Linked DNA regions of Oncorhynchus mykiss: region 2 is linked to region 1. The links are chromatin contacts, called in public Hi-C maps. All regions are on one chromosome and are shown on one strand. The core of a region is the stretch at or near the end of the contact, and the rest is flanking DNA. Distances in the headings are between cores, read along the strand shown.

Region 1 (3,372 bases), core at 307-2,806:
TCTTACTAAGACACAAAGGTGGCGTCAATGCAACTTTCCCCTGAAATTTCTAGTTCGTCATCTTTTCAAAAAATAATAAAAAATATGTAAAAATTGTCCCGGTTTGTGAAATTAGCATGTAAATGATCCTTATCATATACCTTATCGGATAGTTTTAAGATGTGTCGAACTTTAATATAGTAAACATATAAAAAACATTTAATTTACAAGACACCGCTCTTTCTCGTGGAGCGTGCGACATTTAGATCTTGTGCGGACTCACAATTTCTGAAATTAATAAAAAATGTATGTAGACACAAGACTCAATCTCTAACTACATGTAAATGTTGATTAATCGATATAGTATCATATCCGACCATTGAAAATGCATTCTTATTTAACATTTCTGTGAAAATTATCATGTCTCCAGAGCGACCTTCAGAAACTGCAGGAACAGCAGCCTGATTGGTAAGCCGAAACAAAACTTTATGGTTTTATATAATCATTTTTCTCTATCTGTGCGACAGGATTATAAATGCATACCCAAGATATACTTTTCGACTTGCTGATTGAGTTACTGTCATTGCCGACATTATTAAAGATTTTTAATGATATTAAAAACCTACGCATACGACAACAAAGATGGCGCATAATACTGGCAAGAGTAAGACTGCATACGTGTACATTGCTATTAATTTGGAACAATTTTTCAATCTAAATACATTTCCTATGTCCCGACAAAGAAAAGAATCGAGCAGCTACATTGCAAGTGTTGTAACTACTGAACACACACAATACCTTGGAAATAGCCTAATAGGCTACAACAGTGTTCCAAATCTATTTTAGCCTACTTGGACAACCGTTACAAATGAAACATTAGCCTACTACATGTCAGTATGTTTACATAATATGAATGATCATGCTTGGAAAGAATAAACGTGCGATGCATAAAACGACCAATTCAATACATTGCGTCCAAAGGGCATGGTTAGTGTTAGGACACAAACGTTTAAGCAATACATCGAGACATCATAAATGTACACACCTCTAACATCCATGTAGCCACAATTTTCCTCATTTTAGGTATTATTTCTTTCTGGACACACTTGAAGTAATTCGGAGACGGGAGATAATTTTCCTCTGCTTTGAGCATTGTCTGTAGAACTCGGTCATTTAGTAAGTTGGCGTCTTGGTAAGCTCTTCTGATGGTTTCCACTTCACAGCACAGCAGCTGGTGCTCCATATCTTTTGCGGTAGTATCTTGCGTTTTCTGGGCTGAATAAATAATCAAAATATGTGCTTCTTGTTAGGAGTGAGTGAGGCTCCGTGGATGCTGCTTGCTGCTCCTACAGTGTAAGCCCTCTGAGAGCTCCAACGCTTCACCCTTCTAGACAAAACTCCCCTTCAGAGGGCTATGCGATGACGTTAACTGTTGTTAAGGAGGATATCAAAGCAACAGCGAGTCTGAGAGAGCCGAGCTAAGGAGTCTATAGAGAGAGGAGGATCACTCTAAAGAACTACCCCTCTAAAGTTTCCAAGTCCTTCCAATCGCTGCTTATCCACTCCTATAGGTATGGAAATGGGAGGTCCCAGTATTCTGGGTGGCGTAGCCTATACAGCGGAGGGGAGTCAGGAGGGGTTGAAGAGAACGTACGCTGAGTGGTGGGGGTTTGAGGGAGAAGGGATGTAGGGCCAGTGTCAGTATAGGGAAGTTGGTTATGCAGAGATTAATGTGAATTGGTTCAATTTTGATAGGGGGCGGTATAGACACACTCATGAAACTTTCCTCTAAAAAAGCTCTGAGAATAGCTCCGGCTTCTCTTCTCGTCACCCAGTCGAACATGAGGTGAGCACATGGGCAAGCTTCTAACACACAAAGACATTTAACAGTGCGACATGTATTTTTTAAATCACTTTAACGTAATCATTATGCAGCAATTCATATACTTGTTCAGATTGCAGGCATATTCAATAGACCTATGCATCACAAAACCTGTAAAAAGCATATAAAACTATCAGAGCCATTCAATAAGGCAGGCAATTTAATATTTCAAGAGTAAAACACGATGTGCAAAGTCGTTTACGTTAAAGCCTAATCTAATAATAATTGCACTATAAACATCTTTAATTTAGACAAATTAGCCTATTATCAATATTGATTTCAGGTTTCAGTTTAATTTTACGGCATTAAAACTTGTCACAACAAAAGTGCACTACCTCACTTTACAGTGCTGTGTGTGTGGAAATTGTAATGTACAAGATGAATAACGTGGTGACTGAAACAAAAGTTTAAATAAACTGACCCCCCCCCCCCTCTTATCTCTCTCAATTCAATTCAAGGGGCTTCCTTGGCATGGGAAACATATGTTTACATTGCCAAAGCAAGTGAAATGGATAAACAAAAGTGAAATGAACAATAAAAAGTGAACAGTAAATATTACACTCACACACACAAGTTCTCTCTCTCTCTCTCTCTCTCTCTCTCTCTCTGACTAGGGAGGAGACCGAAATTAGTCTAAACCAATAGGAGGAATTGCTGTTACCAGGCAGAAGACGACCAAGCACTTATGATGAGAGTGTTGAAATGTTGTATTCAGATTAAAGTTACCGATAATCATGTGATTGGTTAAAATACCATTGGCTGTAGGCCAAATATGAAACGCGTGAACTGTTCTGTTATGTAACATTCAAAAAATAACAAAAAGGTACATTTTGAAAAGAAAGGTAGGTATGTTCTTTTGCCTTTAGAAGAGTTGCAAGTCATGGGAGCAGAATATCAATATTGTTGTTGTGTGGAAGAGGATCTAAATAAGGGATCAATTCCGTGACTAGTCAAAATCATATTTGTCACAATTTTTCTAAGAGTCGCATTAATCTCAGTCGTTTCAATAGGAATAGGAGCTTTTCGCATTCTTAACATTCTTCTCCATAGGCTATTGAATAGCTACCTAAAAGTACCGAAAGAGGCTTTCTTTTTGTCAAGACTTGCTATTCCTGACTGAATGTGGGTGAGTCATTCACCTTTACAAGTTTTTAAACTAAACTTTTTTTCAATCAAAATCGATGTTAGCATCTTTGTGATTTTTATCATTACCCATATGGCCTATAAGGTAGGCCTAGTATTCTTATCACCCACGTTGCACATTATTGCACTCTTTTCAACTTTTGTCATATTTTTTTAACATTATGCAAACCATGTGCCGAAATCCCTACATATTTTCAGCAGGGGCTTCAGCTAAACGTAGAGTATGGCAAAGTTACAGTGGGGTATTTTCTACCACAGCCATCTTCCACCTCTGCACTGTTTTGAGAGAAAAATAATGCTGTTCCCTGCAGCTGTGTCAATCCACTCTCATAGATGGGTTGGCTGACAAAGTCACAAAATAATGCATA
Region 2 (3,049 bases), core at 415-2,914, 90 kb after region 1:
AGCACATGGCTCGGGGGAGAGCTTTATGTGGGAGCATTACTCTGCCTAGTGTGTGGGCTGGGAGGCCTTTGTTGTAGATTACCGTCCCATGAGAACCCAGAGCAACAACTAGCTGGGGGAAGCAGGTGGGGCTGGGGGACTATGTGGAGACAGACAGAAGCTTCAGCCATGGAATGCATAAGCCCCCCCCCCCCCCCCCCCCCCCACACACACACACACACAGACACACACACACACACACGCACACAAAGAGTCACATAAAGAACAACATACACCACTACTACAAACTACTAAAAGCAGGACGAATAAACAGATGAACTAACTAGAACAATAGATTCTCCGCCTCAAACAAAAGAGTAGCATGGTTGTACAAAAAAATATATATAAGGCAGACTGAGGTAATTGCAGAATTCCCAGCCAGATATTCTTCCCTGATGAAAGATCAATGCTTGGAATACCATTCGGATTTGGCCTCGCTTAAAGTTGCCCTGGCGGAAAGTCTATTTATATGAAGAGCAAAACGTTGGATTTTGAGAGGCCTTGAGGTTAATAAAAAGTAAATGCCTATGGTTTGCTTTGGGTGGAATAGATCCCCTTTTCATACTCTTAGTGAAATGTAAGGAATATTGTTTGTTGGAATGTTGATGTCATAAAGTCATGACCCCTAACGTGTTTTTAGCTTTTCACATTTGGCTAAATAGAATGCTCTGTAGTTCCTACCAATACGTCCACATGGCCCACCACAAGAGCTACAGTAGCTGTTCATTTTGTTCAGTAGCGTCCTAGTGCTATTAACACATACTTAGAAACCACACAAATACCTGAGGAGTTACATGCTCTAGACAAGAGTGGGTGGCTTTGACGCATTGTGTAGCAGGAGTGTGTGCTAACAAAAGATATCCCTGTCATGTGGCGGCAGGTAGCCTAGTGGTTAGAGTGTTGGGCCAGAAACCGAAAGGTTGCTGGATCAAACCCCTGAGCTGATAAGGTAAAAATCTGTTGTCCTACCCCTGAACAAGGCAGTTAACCAACTGTTCTCTGGTAGGCTGTTTTTGTAAATAGGAAATTGTTCTTAACTGACTTGCCTAGTTAAATAAAAGTGAAATGTACAATCTGCATTATTGGTCAATATTATATTTCTGTAGTTACTCTTTTGAGTTTAGATAGTCGTTCTTCACAAACTCCTCCTTCACACTAGTGTTCTATCATACAACATATTCGGTAATAGTAATCTCTCCTTTCCTATCTTCACACACACATCACATCACTCTCTCGCTCTCTACCATCCTGTGAAGTGACTTCTGTCTCCCATGTAGGCCCACAGTAACCTAACATAGCAGGCGTAGAAATATGCCTGAGCGGAAGTCCCACTTCCTTTTTTTCAGGGGAAACAGAAGTTAGGTTGAAAACACCGTATCCCTGAAAACCGGATGTTAACGTTTTCTGCCGACTTAGCATAGACAAGGGTCACAGAGGCATGACCCAGTCTCCTTAGACCTAAGCAGAGGAGAGCACAGAGAAAACCCCACTGGTTATTTATAGTGGCTGGAGAGAGGAGAGGTCCCGTCTGGCTGGCCATTACCTCAGCCCTCTGGATATCTCAGTCTGCTGCCCTCTCCTCACCACTCTAACCTTGGCAGACCCTCTGCTGCAGCTTTGTTGAGTTGGAATGCAAGCACCACCTAGGGGTAGCCACGAGGAACTGCGCCCGGTTCCCATATGCTTCAAGACACTCCACAAGGCCCTGGCCATGCTCTTCTTCTTTCTGTCCCTCTTTTCATAGCTGCAGTGGTCCTACTTGGACCTTATGTGGACCAGGTAGGAAATTTGCGATATGCAATGAGCATTGTAATTTGATGCAAACAATAGGTAAATATTAGTACGACAATAATACATCTTCCACTACAACAAGACAAAGGACTTCTGTAAAATCCAACTTTCACATTCTGGATAACCTAGCTGTATATTGACTCCCATGATGGTAATGAACAAAACCACCTTTCTCAGTTCCAAGACAACGAAACCCAAGAGGGAATAGCATTGACAATGTGTTTGATCTAGTATATTGCTCTGAGGATTTCACGTGGGAACGTTAGCATTGCTAAACCCATTTACAGTGCCTTTTGACAGGAGGTGCTGCAAAGTGCCGCTGAGCTAGGGAAGTGCGGGGGCTGTTTTTACAGCTCTACAACTCTAAAGAAACCATGTTGTGATATCGATAACAAATGCATAACTTCTTGACCCGATAGACACACACCCACTCACATACAATCTCTGTATATCATATATCCTGATGCCGAGTCACATTACCCCTATACATATCTACCTCTACCACTCCAGTGTCCCTGCACATTGTATATAAAGTATGGTACTGGAACTGACTGACCCTTAAATATTATGCTTACAGTACTTACTTTCTCGCGTTCTTCTTATTTTCTATTTGTATTTCTCACGGGTTTTTGTTCTCCCTTGTGTTATTTTTAGTATAATATTGCTAGTGATTACTGCATTGTTGGGTTTAGCGCTTGTCAGAAAGGCATTTCACGTGACATTAAAACTTGACTTCCACATTCTATTTGGGATACATTATTGCATCTTAGCTAATGGCGTCAGTACGGAAAATCTCTAAAGATGCTGACCGCAGAGAAGTTGAGGCAAATCGTTTGTAGGAATCAATATCTTCGAGACATCCCCATCTGCAACATTAGCTACATGAAGCATTTCTTGGAAGCCTATGAGCCCATGTTAGAATGGCTTGCCTTGGAACATTGACGACGGGTGGGGCACTTGTGGTCCCTCGGTGGTAAGAACAAAACATTCTTCAACACCCCCCCATCCCTGTCTCAGGGTGTGTTAGAATCGACAGTCACATTGCACAGTGACCTGTCGTCATGTTATGGCAACATGTGCTCCACACAAATGAAACTCCGGGAAGTAAATGTCAATATTGATAACTGTGACCACAGCTTTCGTTCTAGTAATATTTCTTAGACGTCACATCACATCCCCCTCAGTGCTGATGGAGCCTGATGGCATCTGCAGATAAAGT

The links. A called contact is a pair of places that touch in the nucleus more often than the background predicts.
Region 2: a contact with region 1 is called in a Hi-C map of liver, with 7 times the contacts expected there. A contact is called at or near these places in 3 of 3 Hi-C or Micro-C datasets (blood and liver).

Annotation. Positions count from the first base shown.
Region 1 is chr6:57,961,252-57,964,623 of USDA_OmykA_1.1, forward strand. It overlaps ccnd1 (G1/S-specific cyclin-D1), which reads right to left and starts at 1,557. Exons shown (of 5, transcript XM_021607016.2): 1 at 1,025-1,557. The coding sequence starts at 1,222.
Region 2 is chr6:58,050,672-58,053,720 of USDA_OmykA_1.1, forward strand. No RefSeq gene overlaps it. Among protein-coding and RNA genes, the nearest start is that of LOC110526229, 84 kb to the right of the region's middle.